4 separate regions of the Mus musculus genome follow, and regions 2, 3 and 4 are each linked to region 1. Evidence: chromatin contacts called from public Hi-C data. All regions are on one chromosome and are shown on one strand. Each heading gives the region's core, a stretch centred on a gene start, on an enhancer-like site or on the middle of the called end of the contact. The rest is flanking DNA. Distances are from core to core; before and after follow the strand shown.

The links. A called contact is a pair of places that touch in the nucleus more often than the background predicts.
Region 2: a contact with region 1 is called in a Hi-C map of the N1E-115 cell line, with 9 times the contacts expected there. The contact joins two enhancer-like sites. A contact is called at or near these places in 1 of 484 Hi-C or Micro-C datasets (the N1E-115 cell line) and 2 of 115 datasets of contacts at active chromatin or transcription factors (embryonic limb bud and forebrain).
Region 3: a Hi-C map of the N1E-115 cell line shows a contact between it and region 1, with 15 times the contacts expected there. The contact joins two enhancer-like sites. A contact is called at or near these places in 8 of 484 Hi-C or Micro-C datasets (the G1E-ER4 cell line, the N1E-115 cell line, Th1 cells and 2 more), 2 of 115 datasets of contacts at active chromatin or transcription factors (craniofacial prominence and embryonic limb bud) and 1 of 9 other capture datasets (embryonic stem cells).
Region 4: a Hi-C map of the N1E-115 cell line shows a contact between it and region 1, with 9 times the contacts expected there. The contact joins two enhancer-like sites. A contact is called at or near these places in 8 of 484 Hi-C or Micro-C datasets (the G1E-ER4 cell line, the HL-1 cell line, the N1E-115 cell line and 4 more) and 1 of 9 other capture datasets (embryonic stem cells).

What each region holds. Positions count from the first base shown.
Region 1 is chr8:57,426,895-57,430,971 of GRCm38.p6, reverse strand. No RefSeq gene overlaps it. Among named protein-coding and RNA genes, the nearest start is that of Gm34099, 26 kb to the right of the region's middle. Within about 2 kb of position 1,576, at least 45 of the 459 cell types and tissues checked have an H3K27ac peak or open chromatin away from gene starts, as enhancers often do. A contact at or near this core is called in the N1E-115 cell line, where this site is marked.
Region 2 is chr8:56,701,926-56,705,725 of GRCm38.p6, reverse strand. No RefSeq gene overlaps it. Among named protein-coding and RNA genes, the nearest start is that of Fbxo8, 150 kb to the right of the region's middle. Within about 2 kb of position 1,530, at least 3 of the 459 cell types and tissues checked have an H3K27ac peak or open chromatin away from gene starts, as enhancers often do. A contact at or near this core is called in the N1E-115 cell line, where this site is marked.
Region 3 is chr8:56,637,577-56,641,598 of GRCm38.p6, reverse strand. No RefSeq gene overlaps it. Among named protein-coding and RNA genes, the nearest start is that of Fbxo8, 88 kb to the right of the region's middle. Within about 2 kb of position 2,153, at least 11 of the 459 cell types and tissues checked have an H3K27ac peak or open chromatin away from gene starts, as enhancers often do. A contact at or near this core is called in the N1E-115 cell line, where this site is marked.
Region 4 is chr8:56,858,338-56,862,669 of GRCm38.p6, reverse strand. No RefSeq gene overlaps it. Among named protein-coding and RNA genes, the nearest start is that of Gm33501, 28 kb to the left of the region's middle. Within about 2 kb of position 1,514, at least 1 of the 459 cell types and tissues checked has an H3K27ac peak or open chromatin away from gene starts, as enhancers often do. A contact at or near this core is called in the N1E-115 cell line, where this site is marked.

The sequences.
Region 1 (4,077 bases), core at 327-2,826:
ATTTAAGCGCCAGAGGGTAGTCAACGAGCTAAACAGGCAGATGCACTCTTGGTGTCTTCTCAGTGCGAACAAGACGTGCAGGAACAACAGCAGACCGCCACCGGACAACTCTGCCCTGTTCGTGGGCTGAGCTACCCAGAATAATTCATAATGGGTTCTATCATTCGAGGCTTTCTTGTTTAAAAGCCTGCTAAATCTCTCTGCCTGTCTTTCTCTGTCTCTCAGTCTCTGTCTCTCTCTTTCTCCATCTACTCTTCCTCCCCCCTCCCTGCCCCCCTTCTCTATGTGTTCCTGGACAGCCTTCTTTCTTCCCTCCTGTCTCCTCTCCTTTTGTCCTTCTCTGGTCCCCTCCCATATCTGCCTCTACCCCCTCCTCCAGGTCACAAATAAACTTCTTTTTCAAAATATTTTTCTTTTCTTTCTTTCTTTCTTTCTTTCTTTCTTTCTTTCTTCCTTCCTTCCTTCCTTCCTTCCTTCCCTTCCCTTCCCTTCCCTTCCCTTCCCTTCCCTTCCCTTCCCTTCCCTTCCCTTCCCTTCCCTTCCCTTCCCTTCCCTTCCCTTCCCTTCCCTTCCCTTCCCTTCCCTTCTCTTCTTCTTCTTCTTCTTCTTCTTCTTCTTCTTCTTCTTCTTCTTCTTCTTCTTCTTCTTCTTCTTCTTCTTCTTCTTCTTCTTCTTCTTTTTTAAGATTTATTTACTTATTTCTTGTATGTGAGTACACTGTCACTCTTGTTAGACACACCCGAAGAGGACATCGGATCCCATTACAGATGGTTGTGAGCCACCATGTGGTTGCTGGGAATTGAACTCAGGACTTCTGGAAGTGCTCACCGCTGAGCCATCTCTCCAGCCCTATTCTTTATTTAATTTATTTACATACCAAATGTTGCTCCCCTCCCCATCTCAGAGTTCTTTACCCCTCCCCCTTCCCCTTTGCCTCGGACAGGGTGCTTTCCCAGTCCACCACTGGCCACTCCACCCCCGAGGCCTTGCCTGGAGCATCAACTAACTCTCTCTCTGTCTCTGTCTCTCTCTGTCTCTCTCTGTCTCTCTCTGTCTCTCTGTCTCTCTGTCTCTCTGTCTCTCTGTCTCTCTGTCTCTGTCTCTGTCTCTGTCTCTCTCTCTCTCTCTCTCTTAAATGCGTGCTAAATTATCCGTTCATCTGCTTACTACAGTCATCTTCCATCCTCGGCCCTAGGATGTGAACAACCTGAGTTAGTATCAGAGCTTCCTGAGCGAATCTCCCCTTGTCAGCCACTCTTGCTCCCATGCATGGCAGGTAGATATACCCTCCCTCGACAGCGCGCTGCTCTTACAGCCTCACACCTTGGGCTCAGAAGGAAAGCGATTTCCAAGTTTCAAAGACAAACTTTAGAAATTCCGGTCACTCACCAGGCTTCTTGGGCCCTCCCTTTTGATGCAAGGTCATAAAGACTCAGGTTCTCACCTTGGTTTATGCTGTTGTTTGTTTTTTTTTACTTTATTTTATTTTTTTATTACAGGCTGTAGTTCTGCTTTATAAAGGAACAGGAAGTGAAAATAACCTTGGAATTCCAATCTTAAGTTGTTGTCGAGCGCCACCTGCTGTTTGTACTGAAAAGCAGCTTTAGAGGCGGGAAATATGCCTTTAATAAATACTTTAACCTATTGGCTATGTTTTACCACGGGAAAGAACCACGGCGGTGTTTTAGACAGCTGTCTGATTTTATGCAGGACTCAAGTCGTAGTAAAATAGCTCAAGAACAGTAGCTTACGCTATATTTCTTGAATTTCAGGTCCCGACTGTTCTTTAAGCCTACAAAAGAATTGAGTCGAAGTGAATTTCTGAAGAATATCCTTGTCCTTACTGCTGTTTCACAGGTGGACAAATAACATTTCCTGGACAGCCAACTGCTTTTTCCCCTGTATCTACACAGGATCTGTTTACTCTATGTGTCTCTTGACATGTGTGAATTGCAGTATAAATAATTTGCTACTGGTAATCGGCACAGATCATGAAAATTGCAAGGCAGGGGGTGACTCATTCAATTTTTATTGAATTATTGATTCTAAATTATTCATCCTCCCCAGCCTTTGCTCCCCTTTCCTGTGTATGCAAAAGACATACTTCTGGGCTTCCAATAGCTTCTTTGTCTTGACCAATGGGGCTTTCTTTGGTCAGTAGGGTGTGCTTTGAATGAATATGTGCCTGAGTGACTTCAATTAGGTCTGCCTTACCACTGACGGTCTCTACCAAAGCACAAAGCCTCCTCCCTCAGCTCCAGCTCCTGGAAGATGACATGGGTCACTGAACTAATCCCTAACAGAGGAGTTGAGCTTATCAGTCACAGCTGACCTATCTATGGTCAGCTCATGAGATGAATAGATGTTTTTTGTGTCTTTTAAATATTGTTGCTTGAGATCTTATTTTATTTATTTTACATGTATGGGTGTTTTGCCTGCATGCGTGTCTGGGCATCATCTGCGTGCAGTGCCCGAGGAAGGCAAAAGAGGGACCAGATCACCTGGAACTGGAGGTTGTTGGCTGATTGGGTTGGGTCTGGGAACTGAACCCAGATCTTCTGGAAAGGCAACCAGTGAGCCATCTCTGCAGTCCCTACACCTTTGTTTTTAATGTTTTCCAGCCACTTCTATTTTTCTAATGTTTAAAAGGCTTTAAATGTGGTAAAAATGTATACACATAAAAATCTATCATCTTATCAATTTTTAAGCGTACAGCTTGGTGCAAAATGCATTTATCTTGTGCACCCATCGCCACCGAATTTTCTTATCATTTCATCCTGTGACACGGAAATTCTGTATGCATTGAACAGAAACTTCCTGTTTCTCCTCACCTCTAGCACCTTTGGGGCACCGTCTTCATCACGACGGCCTCTATCAATGTAACGGTTCTCACGCCGTGACTTACATAGCCGTTCTCTTCTTGTGATTGATTTGTCTAGTGCAATGTCCTCTAAGTTCCTTCATACTGTTGTATATTTGATGTAGAATCATACTGTGCTGTGTATCTACTGTGTTTTGTGTATGCTTTCACATGTAGGTTGTTTCCTCCTGTGAGTAACTCTCAGCAACATTGCTGTGAGCCTAGCTATGCAGAACTCACTTCAAGTCCCCGCTTCCGATTCCATCGAGAGATGGGATTGCCAGATCATATGGTAACTCTGTTCTTATGTTGGTGCTTTCTACAACAGCTCGTCTCCCACCAGCAAAGCTCACCACATCCTTACTGACCCATTATGTGTTTCTTTTATGAGTCATCTTGATGCCTGGGAGGTGCTATCTCAATGTGGTTTTGTACAAACGTTTGCTTTTTAAGCTACGGAGGACTTGGGACTTTTTGTTTGTTTGTTTTATGTTCTTTGCTGTTGTCGATGATATTTTGTTTTGTTTTGGTTGTTTTCTGTGACGAAGGCTGACAGAGTTGGAACACAAGTCTGGCTGATTCCAAAACCTGCAGAAACTACCAGAGAAAAAGGGTATTGCCTCTAGAATGTGTTATTTAATTAATTTGTGATATGGGGAAAAAGAAGAGAGGGGGAGAAGGGAAGTGGTGGGGGAAGGGGGACCGGGAAAGGGAGAAACGGGAGGGAGAGGGGGAGGCAGGGGGAGGGAGATCACATTGTTAAGATTGTTACTCCCTCATTCTCTTTATGGCCCTTCTTTTTATCTTTGTAAAAATCACATATTAAGTCAAATGTAGTGGTGCATGCTTGTAGTCCCAGCTCTTGGGGGTGCAGGTGGGGGAATCAGAAATTCAGGGACAGCCTGGGTTACATGACATCCCGTCTCAAAGAAACCAAAAATAAAGTGTATGAAGCACTTTCTACCCTCTAATATAGTAGGACAGTGGTTCTCAACTTTGCTAATGCTGGTGACCCTTTAATACAGTTACTCATGTTGTGGTGACCCCCCCAACCAGAAAATTATTTTCATTGCTACTTCATAAGTGTAATTTTGCTACTGTTATGTATCATAATATAAATCTCTGATATGCAGGATATCTGATATTTGACCCCACACACACAGGATAGAGAACAGCTGTACTTGGCATTAAGCTTTTTAATGTTTGCAGCATGTTTC
Region 2 (3,800 bases), core at 281-2,780, 730 kb after region 1:
AAGTCATTACCATGTAAGTGGATGTGTAATTAGATGATTTTCATGTTGTATACTATTTTGTTAGCTCATGAAGTATATATTTATTGATGATTTATTATGACTTATTACTGTTTTATGTGGATTGCTCAAGGCAATGCACAGAGTAATTTGTGTTGCTATAGCAATAGCAATTAATGAATATTTCTTTTGATCTCACTGTAACTGCAAGTACAGGTTAGTCTAAGGCTGGCCTCAAATTCAGGGTGATTCTCCTGCCTCAGCTCCCCAAGTGCTGATGTTCAAGGATAAGGCACCACAACCAGCTCACTAGTATTAAAAACAATAATAATAAAATAAAATAAAGCACTCTTACATTTATCGTCAAGAAAAGAGAAGGAAAAGCTATGTGCAGTAACCTGTCTTTCCTAACATACAGCAGAAGTTACCATCTTATAACCCTAAAGAATCGTAGATTCAAAAGCTTCTCTGTGGGAGGTTAAATTTTTTCTACTCAAATTTACGAAGGCATTATCAGAGTCATCCCATATTTATTGGAGGGCTTCACTTAAACCCTCTCCATTTCCATTATCCATAGGGATTCATAAATAAAAAGCTGAAGATGAAGAAATGAAAACTCACAGAAGCAACTCAAGAAGGCCGAGGAGTGCCTCCTTTCTTTGCCCACGTTAAGCAACGTTGTGATTGCCAGGCCTAGGAGGTGCCACCGATTCTGTCTCCAAGAGCAAAGAGAATCTACACCCAGTTTCTCATCCAACTACACCTTAAACATGGAGATAGGCAGACACAGAAATTACAAATCATGTCCTGCTACCATAGTACCCTCCAAAGCAGAGGGAAGCCCTGCCTCTGTCCATACCTCAAGTGCTGACACCATTCTTTAGTAGTTGTTGTAGGGAAAACCCACAAGAATACATTCTGGCTGGACATGGCTACACATGACTGTAATCCCGGCACTTTTGAGGCGAGGCAAGAGGACTTCTCTGAGTTAGTGGCCAGCCTAGACTCTGTAATGAGACTTTTTTCTTTTTTTAAGAAAAGAAGGAATTACAAAGAGATCCACTTTGGTACAGCTCAGTGGGCAGATGAATGAACATCTCTGACATTGTTCAGATGATCTGGGAAAAAAAAATCTCTTCTGTGGTTTTCAATATCCTTTCTATTTGGCAACGTCTACAAATTTCTTGACAAAATTTCTAACCCATCCTACTTGATTTCAGGGTCCTCAAACAGCAACAAAATGGCCATAAATCATATAATAGGGGAAAAGTGTAAACTAGCATCACAAGGACTGCCTGAACTCCAGCCCTGGCCTGGTCCTGATGATTCATAATGTGTAGCGCTGAGCTCCTGTTGGTATTGCCATAAGTACCTGGATGTGTTGTGAAAATGAAGCAGGAAGCATGGAGGAATTGTTCAACATATTCCTGAGTGAACAATGAGTCTTCCGTTAACTTGATATGTTACACTCACCACCTCATCACAAGCAGCGTTCTGGTCTGTGAGGTCATGGCACAAATGCTGGAGCATCAGCGTTACTACTAAGTGCATGGCAGTGTGACTGTGCCAACCCTGCCAGTTACAGCATACCGTAAAAGGACTGTTCTCGCTGCTTCTCTGAACAAAACCGATTCCAAAATAACAGATGACCATTTACAGCCACAATTGGGAAAGAGGAGGAATTTACTTTTGAGGTTGATTTATATGATGGTTAGGAGGCTGCCTTAAGAATTCCTAAAGAGACACCCAGCTCCCAAGCAAAGCCATGAAATCCTTTGGTTGCTACATTCCACAAGCCATCGCCCATGTGTTTATTTGACCTCGAGGCCTAACCAATTTGTCCTCTCCTGAGGTTTTACAGCTAATACTCTTAAATTCAAGAACCCATATCCCAAGTAGATTTTTTTTTCTGATAGGAGTTAGATATTTGGATTTTCCTCACTGAGGAAATTCACCTAAGCACTTCATGGCTTGATATTTTCAGGGCTGAGCAACAATCTAGTTTTAAATGTGAACAAAACATTTATTCTTTGTCTTTTCTCCAGATTATTCTTTTATTAGCAGTCATGCTTCTTGGTTTTCGAAATAAAGTTCAGTTATTTAATTTGTTTGTGTAACCAAAGTTAGGCAAGATTGAAATCAAGCTGTGTTCTGAAAGACTGAGAGACTGGGTTCCTGAATCCTGAGTGAGGAAAATGAGGAACAACAGAAGAGCTCACAACGGATTGAGGAAAACACCTGGAGCTCAAAATCTTCATGTATGCTACTAAGGCATGGAAATAACTGACAAGTAAAAAGGGGTACTGATAAAGATTGTGCATAATTGCTTAAGTTATCAAGGTAGTGCAATCAAAGTAGACTAACAACATATAAAAGACATGCAAGGGCGGTTTCATTAAGATAAGATTATTTTTCGATGGCTGAACTTCCAGGAAGATTGCTTCCACTTTTTGAGACAGGGCAAACTAGGAAGCTGGCAGATCAAGGATTACCACTCTGACTGCCCAGCCTGCTCTTTATCCTCATGGGCATTGCTGCATTGATCGCTCCCTGCCATTGAGCTGCTCTGTGTCCACCTTTGCTGAAAACCTGCCTTCTCAAGACAGGACTCCCTCCATTAGAGTTCATCTTCAGGGTCTGTCTCTTACAAGCTGCTGAGAAATGCCTGAGAAAATTTTGACAACCCCACTCACTGTAAATGGTACAAGCTAACAAGGTAGCCAAGACACCTAGCTGAGATCTTCAAGTCTGTAATTTCAGAAAGGCTCCAAGGATTAAGTGGGAATCCTTTATAACTAATAATTATGCATTAATAATAGTACCTCATGTTTATCCAGTTTTTTCAGTTGATGATATATATATAGGTACATGATAGGTAGGTAGATAGATAGATAGATATTCTCTCTCTAATATATATATATATATAATTTTGAAAGTTATTTTAATTTGTATGCATATGAATGTTATGCATACATGTATACATGTATGACACATTCATGCCTGGTGTCTATGGAGGTCAGAAGATAGCAACAAATGCCCTAGAACTAGAGTTCGAATAGTTGTGAGCCTTCATATGGATGCTGAGAACTAAAGCCAGGTCTTCTTCAAGAGCAACAGGTGCTCTAAACCACCACTCATCTCTCCAGACCACTGCTGGAGATATTTGAAGATTTGTTTTAAAAAAGCATTTTTGTCCATATGTGAGGAAATGTAATTAAAACTAAATTAAATACCATATTAACAAAGTTATTTCATTCAGAATGAACAACTTGAGCATTACTAAGCATTCTCACCAAATCCTCAATTCCATGAAACATCCATATAATTAAGACAAAATGGCATTCCAGCTTGAAATATGTGAATAATTGGCTCAATTCCTCAAAGTTATTTTGTAAATATAGTCACCATCAGAATGATAAAATTATGTATTTTACAAGATCCCTCCAAAGGCTGAGGCATCCGGGTCAGAAAATTGAAAACAAAGCCAAATGTTTACTCAAAATCAAACCCAGAACTTCTTTTGAAATCCATGAAAGACCAATCATTCCCAATGTCTTTTTGCTCCTTGGAATGAGATGGAAGTCAAACTGGAAATACTGAAACACTTTAGGAAAAGCAGTAAAACCAAGCAAGCTTTCTTGCAAGACTTCCAGATGAAAGAGTTTTGAACCCGCATTTAATCATGTGAATCCTGCTTCAAGCCAAGCCGAACCTCAAAGGTTTACCTGCTCTCATTATTTAGAATACACAATGAGCTGGAAATGTATTGCACCCATTGGGAACACTGGGGGTGAGATGGTTTC
Region 3 (4,022 bases), core at 904-3,403, 790 kb after region 1:
TATCATGTCTCAAAAAAAAAAGGAAGGAAAGAAGGAAGGAAGGAAGGAAGGAAGGAAGGAAGGAAGGAAGGAAGGAAGGAAAGAAAGAAAGAGGGAGGGGAGTTGGAGGGGAGGGAAGGGAAAGAAGGAAGGAAGGAAGGAAGGAAGGAAGGAAGGAAGGAAGGAGGGAGGGAGGGAGGGAGGGAGGGAGGGAGGGAGGGAGGGAGGGAGGGAGGGAAGGGAAGGAAGGAAGGAAGGAAGGAAGGAAGGAAGGAAGGAAGAGGAAAGGTCTGTAAAATAAGATGTGCACCCACTATCACCATGAATGAAATGGGACATGAAGACCAGTCCATGAACTGAAAATATGAATGCCAATAGAAAAAATGTGCATGATACAGTATAGAAAGAAAATGGTTGAAAATATCTAGGTACATTGGTACACACATGTGTTGTTTATGTCTCTGTTGCTGTGACCAAATATCAGGAAAAAGCAACTTTGGGAACGCATTCATTCATTCTCACTCTCAGTTTGATAAGTCATGGCAAAGGCATGGAGGACGGGGAGGAAACATGAAGCAGCTGGTCACGTCACAGTGCCAGACAAAAAGCAGAGTTTAAAGAGGAAGCAGAGTTGCTCCATAATGCTTAAAGGCCCATGCCCAGTGACACACCTCTGCAATCCATGCTTCATACTCTCAAAAATTCTAGTATTCCCCTTAATACTGTCATAATGTGGGGACCAAGTATTCAAAGACATAAGCCCATGGAATGTTTCAGATTCAAACCATAATTGCACAATTTTATCCAAGATCTCAAAAGAATATTGATTATGCCTCTCCTCTTAAATGATAAGTAACCAGATAAAATTGATTCTGTTCTGTCATCTTTTGCTCTTTCTTCCAGGCCCCATTTGCTTGCAGGTCTGTGCCTGTATGAGACAAATAGGTGAGTACCTGTCGGAGACAAATCAGTGATGCTGTATAAATGTTCCTAACTGTTTATAGGAACAAATTAATTCTATACATCTTTCTGTTTCTATCAGAGACATGTGCCAAGAAGTGTACTGTAATTGACACCTAACAGTCAATGAAATAAAGTTGAAAAATACATAAACAAGAAAACATTCCATGTGACAATAAATTAACAACCTGAACTATTCCTAGATATTCTGGTACAATACCCATTTGTATTTTGCATATCAAGGCAATTCATAACTTGAGACATACTCTCGTGTTTACTTCAAATTACATTATTCTCCAAGAGCCCTTCACAGTGCAAAAGGAGCAGCTCTCCCTGACAGGCCATTTTACTTCTCCCTAACATTTCTCCCATGCTTTTACTTCTGTCTAGAATGTTCTTTTTTTGTTTCCTCTAATGACCTAAATCTATGTATTGCTTCTTTACAACAATCTCAAGCTTTACATATTCAGTGAAACTTCACATCATAAAAAATACTTCCAAAAATCCATTTAAAAATACTTTAGATGAGTCTGTAGACAGAAGACAAAATAAGGTAATTTAATCCAGAACACTTTAAAGAATCAGATTACCAATTATTCAAATGTAATAAACTTGTGTAAAAGGGAACTCTATACACACTCATACATATGTATATGTAAACATTCTCGTAATTACCCTCAGACAGTGATAGAAGAAATATAATATATACACACATGCACACCAATACATGCATGCACAGTATATTTGTGTTAACTCTAAGGATAATGTTTCTGTCCCTGTATTTGTTAATATTTTGGAAATAAATCATAACTGGACATACATTCGCCATTAGTTTTTTTTCTTAGAATATTTCCTCACTAAAATAACTTACATGTGAGGTGGTGGCGTTAAAACAAACTAACTACACAATACGCAGAGGATGCCAAATTAAAATTTCAACTTCAGTCATGACAACAAAAACATGTTTCTCTTCAAATTTAATTTCCATGAGAAACTCTTCTAAATTAAAACCTTCCAGTGCAGTGTCCTTCCATTTTTTGCATTTTTTACTACCTAGAGATCAAACAGTTTGACACAGCAAAAATTCTGGTGAATTGGAAAGAAATGCTGATTGGTTTGTTGGCTGGTGGCCGGGGGAATGTTATGACCGAGTAATTATGTGTTCTGGACAGATGCATTAAGCAGGCTTGGGGCCGGAGCCACTGGATATTATTTCAGTCATAAGGCTAGAGGAACTGAACAATTTTCAAAGCATTGGCTGGCTGACATTGCCGAACCCATGCCTGTTCCCGATGACTCCTTGGCAGTAACTTCCAACACTGCACTTACGACATGGTAAACAAAAACTACATTAAAGGTTTGCTTTTTAATCATGGAGGAGTTCAGCCTTTCCACTAAGCTCTTGCGCTATTCATCAAGTCGCGGTGAAAGCTAGTGCAGATTTTCACTGTCCTATCTTCTGATGGAACTGTAGCGGTGTAACAGGGGAGAAAGAAAAGACTTCGTGTCCAGAACGAGTATCGAATAAAGATGATAATTCGTCTTTGCAGTTGCCTCCCTGTATAACAAACTGAAAGCTGACGGTGCGTTTTTGTGATGATTTATTTATCTCAATGCATAAAATCCTACCCTTTGTAAAACAATTATGTCTAGTGATTGGAAAAATGCACATAAAAATAAAATCACACAACCAATATGATGCTCTTTGGCTTCTAGAAAAAGAAAAATAAGTCCCACAATAATGAGTCAATTGGATAACTTCAGGTAAAACTTCCTCTTCTGGCATTAAAATGGAAGTTTAATTTTAAAATCATATACTAACTAACTAGAAAGTTAATAATTTAATTGGAACCACATTTGGTTACTATGTTTTATAGTATTATTGAAAGATTAAACAGCATTTTATTTTGTTATTTTCTTAACTGTAGTACTATTATAATAAAATGTAAATGATAAAGTTAGTTTCATGGGGCAGTTTTAAGTCATGTAATAGTTGTTGATCAATGTAAGATGGTGTATGAATGGATAGAGTGGGGTGTGTGTGTGTGTGTGTGTGTGTGTGTGTGTGTGTGTGTGTGTAAAGATGTGGGTATTTTTGCTACTTTTTTTTTTGCTTTAAATGTGACAACTGAAACTTTTATTTCTGTGTTATTATTTTGTGATTGAAACTCAAACATTTCACAAAAAATTTTAAAACTATTTGAATTATTCTAACAAACTCAGTTTGCTCAAAATTATTACTAAATTCCACAAATAATGTTGATCACTTGAAAGAAGTATTCAGAGAATAGTATGAATAGCATGAATAGTAATATCTTTTCTTAGAGACTTCAGTACAAATTATACTTTTAATAGTTCCTGAAGATTTATCATTTTGGTTAAATTTCATAATGTTGCATTCTTTTTAAAATTTGGTTGCCCCCAAGTGCATCTAATAACCTAAGATTTTTATTTTTAATTAATCTTTAGAAATAAATTTATTGATGGACATAGTTTTGTTGTTTTATGTCCTAAATAACTGCAGATGAAATGTCTAAAAAATATGTCAAAAGATTATGAAATAATCATGAAATGTAAATATGATAAGTAAAATCACTACAACTATCTCCTCATTTGCAATTTACAATTTAAAAAGAATGGTTATCCTCTTGGGTTGACTTTTAAAATCTCTGGAGAACTTAACCAAAAAGTACTTAATGAACTAAGGAAGAAAAACTTAGAAAGATTCCTTCTTCACCCAGATCCTCCCAATACCCATTCTAAGTGAACACTCTGTGACCTGCATGAAAAAATATACTAAGAATACTTTTAAAAGATATGAAAAGAAAAAAAACCGTAAACAGAGTGACGAGAAACACAAGTTCACTTTTCAAGAAAACAGAGAGTAAGAAGATCGAAAGGAAAAAGTTGGGAAGCGAGTCAAAGTCCAGTAAAGGTGAATTGTTTCACATCAAAACCGTATGTTTTAGGAAATGATTCATTAGTAGTCCAAAACATGGGATATATAAAATATTACCATGCTAAGAATATGTAATCTGATTAAAATATTGACACACCTAATGAAATATACTGCTATATTATTG
Region 4 (4,332 bases), core at 265-2,764, 570 kb after region 1:
GAACTACCTGTTTACATTTCCCCTGTGGCCAAGATACACACACATGACCACATCCAGGTTTTGATGAGGGTGCTGAGGGTCTGAGTCCTTATACTTGCTGATAGTCATTTTCCCCAGCTCAAAAAGTGCTTCTTGTGCCTTACAAAGTCTTCTTTCTTTGAAGAAGGTTGTGTCTTCAAATGTCTGCATTTGTTACAGGGTTTTGGATTTTCAAAGACCAAGTGGCTCTTGGCTTTGTTATCACACCTATAGAGCAGTCAGCTCACATTTAAGAAAAGTTACCCCTTCATTAGTGTGAGAACTGAGAAGAGGAAGGGAAACTGCTGCTTGAGTAATGAACCATCTTCAGCAAAGAGCTAGGAAGAGCCAGTACTTAACACATACATGTCGAAACAAAGGCTGTTTCCACAGCCCTCTAGTGCTGCTCCTGGTAATTTCTATTAAGAAAAAGTCCAGACACATAATCAGAAATGTATAGGAGAGCTAAAACCCATTATAAATAAATAAAGTAAGCACTGAATAATGGGATTTGTTGATAGTAACATCTCAGGTCCTTGCAAGTTTGTAGAGCAGACAGGATTCCTAAAAGATCCCAAGATAACTGGAGGGTAGCATCTATTATAGTAACTGTCATAGACTGTTCTGAAGAGATCAGAGAGGTAAGTAAATTAGGAACATGTAAAACAAATGTGTTTATTGTTATCTATTATTTATGACTCTTTTGATAGCTGGTAGTTCATTTGACTATGCTTCTACGTAAACCAATTTAAATTAATTCAGCTAGCAAATTGAATAATGCTATATCAACTGCTTTGTTGCAATCAAGATATATTGCATATACTTGGCTCTCTTAATCTTCTAACTATATTTTCTAATGTTGATGGATAATTGCCTTTAAGTGCATCCTTGCCCTCTCTGCTTTTAGGCCTGTTTGATAAAAACATTACTGGAAGTGGTATGTTCCCAGACCATTTTGAGAATGCAATTTGCCTCAATTCTCCTATCAGGAGCATCAGTATAATCTGAAGACTATGAAGGCAATTAGCTCTCTCTAATGGTCTTTGCTTCTCTTAAATAATGATAAAAGGGGGGTTATTGGATAAGAGGAAAACAGAATTCAACATTTAACTGCCTACTGTTTTCTCCATTTTGGTGTTCACTAAAGTTTATGATGCAAACCGCTCAGAAGGAAAAGAACACCCCTCAAAGATTTGTGTGCAGAATCAACAAACGCAGATACAGTACAGTCAGGGCCATAACTTCTCCCAAATAAGTTTACAACTGTGACAGGCATGTCTGCTTTCCTTTAGATATTCCGGAACATTGTATTAAGATCTACGAGGAGGCTGTGAAGAGACAGTGCTGCGAAGAATCTTGCTTTGCAGAAGAGAATTAACAACAAAGCTGAAAACATTTCATTAATTAATGCCTGAAATTCCCAGTCTCGTTGCAAGGGAGGACAGACTTGGAATTCTAAACTGTTTTTCACTTCCTGTCTCTTTTTAAACAGTTCGCTAGGAATTATAAGTGGTTTTAAAATCTTAGCTTTTGTGTGCTGCTATTTGAGACAGGAAATCTCTTTAATTTTCATTTTTGTTACCAGTGGCTTATACCTTAAATGTTTGATGCTAGAATTCTTTGGTTTATGGTTATTTATGGCCTTTTTTTATTTGAGGTTAGAGTTTAAATATTTGAACTTTTTTTGGTGTCATCCCTAATTAAACAAATCAAAATTTAAAAATCTGAGACATTACTATTGGTGACTGTGGTGGAAAATGATCCTTAGCTTGCACCAATTGTCAGCATGGGTTTCTTGATGTACTTATAGACAAATAGAGTCTCAACCCTGCTTGATCATTAGCAATGACCAGACCCAAATGTTGGTGCAGCATGTAGATTACCTTCTGGGTAAGAGAGAGAGGACGCCTTCCTTGTTTCAAACCACAGGAAAAAAAAATATGTGTCGAAAGTAGCATTGCTTACTATCTTGAAAAACTAACCACAAAAGCTGATAGATTGACAAATATAGTAAAGGAAATCACAGACTGATGACTCTGGCAAACCTCATGTGAGAAGGAAAAACAAGAAGCAAACAAAAATAAAATACTCCTATTTGCTAAATGAGAATGTTGATATATGATTATATTGTATTTATCTTAAGTTGGCATGAAAGCCTTTATCTAGTGCTGTGTCTGTGTGTGTGTGTGTGTGTGTGTGTGTGTGTGTGTGTGTGTGTAATAAAATGTATTTTTGTGTATCTGGACCAAACTCAAAATGAGATCATGTATGAGAAAATATTTTTATGTTTTGTAATGCACTTAAAATGAAAGATTTATTACGTATAGATTTCAGTAGACCCAAGAAACAAGACATCCCTTCAGCAGTATCAGATGGAATTATCCACTTGGAAGAACATTATTTGGATCTTCACTGATGTAATCATATTGCTGTCATATAATTTCCTAAACCAAATCCTTCCATAAACGGAAAACTGTAAATCACAAAATATTTACCAGGGAAACCAAAATGACTGTCTCAGACATCTCAGAATGCTTGCATTCAGCAAGATTATAAAGTATATAAATATGTATCACAGTTGTTTGGAAATCTGTGTGATCTATTTTCAGGTTAAGTGCTTTCTATGCATGCAAACAGACAGAAAGAGAGACATCATGGACATATGTACATATATGAGCTTTTAAAAGATAAAATTATGTACAGGCTTTGCATGGTAACCATTCCTTTTATTTTGCAAAAAAGTTATTGTTTTGATAGAGATTTTTTTTATACACCACTCAAAAAGTATTTTTACTCACAAGCATTATTTTTGTAGACATGGCAAGGTACAAATAAACGTTTTCTCTGGTGTAAGTTCCAGATTTTATGACACCAGATTGTAATTGTTTGTAAATGTTCCCATCAAAAAAGTGGGTAGACAACATGGATGGGAGAAAATGTCATAAGCCCCACCCTTAGATGATGAGCTACAGTAAATCAGGAGTCTCTGAGGGAGTCAGAATTGTTAATTTTCTCAAGGGAAGAAGCCCTAACAGCTTATGCAGTCTTAAGTGGTCAGATGCCTTAAGTACACACACACACACACACACACACACACACACACACACACACACACACATATGTTGGGCAGATCTAAATGACTTATTGGCCTCAGCAAAGTATCTATAAAACAATGACAATTAAAGGAGAAGGGGTTGCTTATCTGAAGGGAGTGAGTGGACAGCATAGAAGTTAGAGAGGAAAGAGGGAAGAGTAGAAGTAATAGAGATGCAGCATACTCATGTATTCTCAAAAGCTTAAATATATATAGTTATGAAAATTGACTGAAAAGCCACTTCAGGTATATTAAAAAAAGAATTTCATGAATGTTTGCAGTACATGTTTACTTAGCAATGAATGATAACATGAAAAGTTCATACCTATAAAATGTAGAACACTAGTAGAGAAAGAAACTAATATAGTGTATTATATTACATTTACATATTTTAAAAGTTTTAAGCAGCTCCCACTATCCCACTACTGATTGCCTGAACAATTTGGAACAATGGAGAATTACCTTGTATTTTCCCAAGAAAGAGGGATTCAAAGTGAAATTCTATAATCCAGGCCAACTCTGTTTTATTTCAAGCACCATGTGTAGGATCCACTGTTGCTAGACTGACAACATTTTGTTATGACAAGAAATCAACAAAAACAGGGGCTGTAAGAACAAGACACTTTTCCCACTTTGGGCCTGTCACTGGACCTTCTTTTCCTCAGGCTCCTTTTCATTTCCATCCCTGCAGTTCTTTCAGACGGGAACAATTATGGGTCAGAGTTTTGACTGTGGAATGGCAACCCCCTCCCTCACTTGATGCCTTGTCTTTCTGCTCTACAAGTTTCCTCTCCCTACTGTCAGGCATTTCATATGAGGTCCTTTAAGTTCTGGGAGTCTCTCACCTCCCAGGTCTCTGGTGCTTTCTGGAGGGTTCCCCCCAACCTCCTACCTCCTGAGATTGCCTATTTCCATTCTTTCTTCTGGCCCTCCAGGCTTCAGTCTTTTTCTCTCACCTAATACCAGATCAAGTTTCCCTCTTCTGCCCACCCCTGTTCACTTTCCCTTCCAGGTTCCTCCATCTTCAAAGGTAGGTCCCAAGGCCTGACACTATTACTGAGGTTATGGAGTGCTCACAGAAAGGGACCTATCATGACTGCTCTCCGAAAGACCCAACAAGCAGCTGAAAGAGTCAGATCCAGATATTTGCACCCAACCAATGAACAGAAGCTGCTGACTCCTGTGGTTGAATAAGGGAAAAGCTGGAAGAAGCTGAAGAG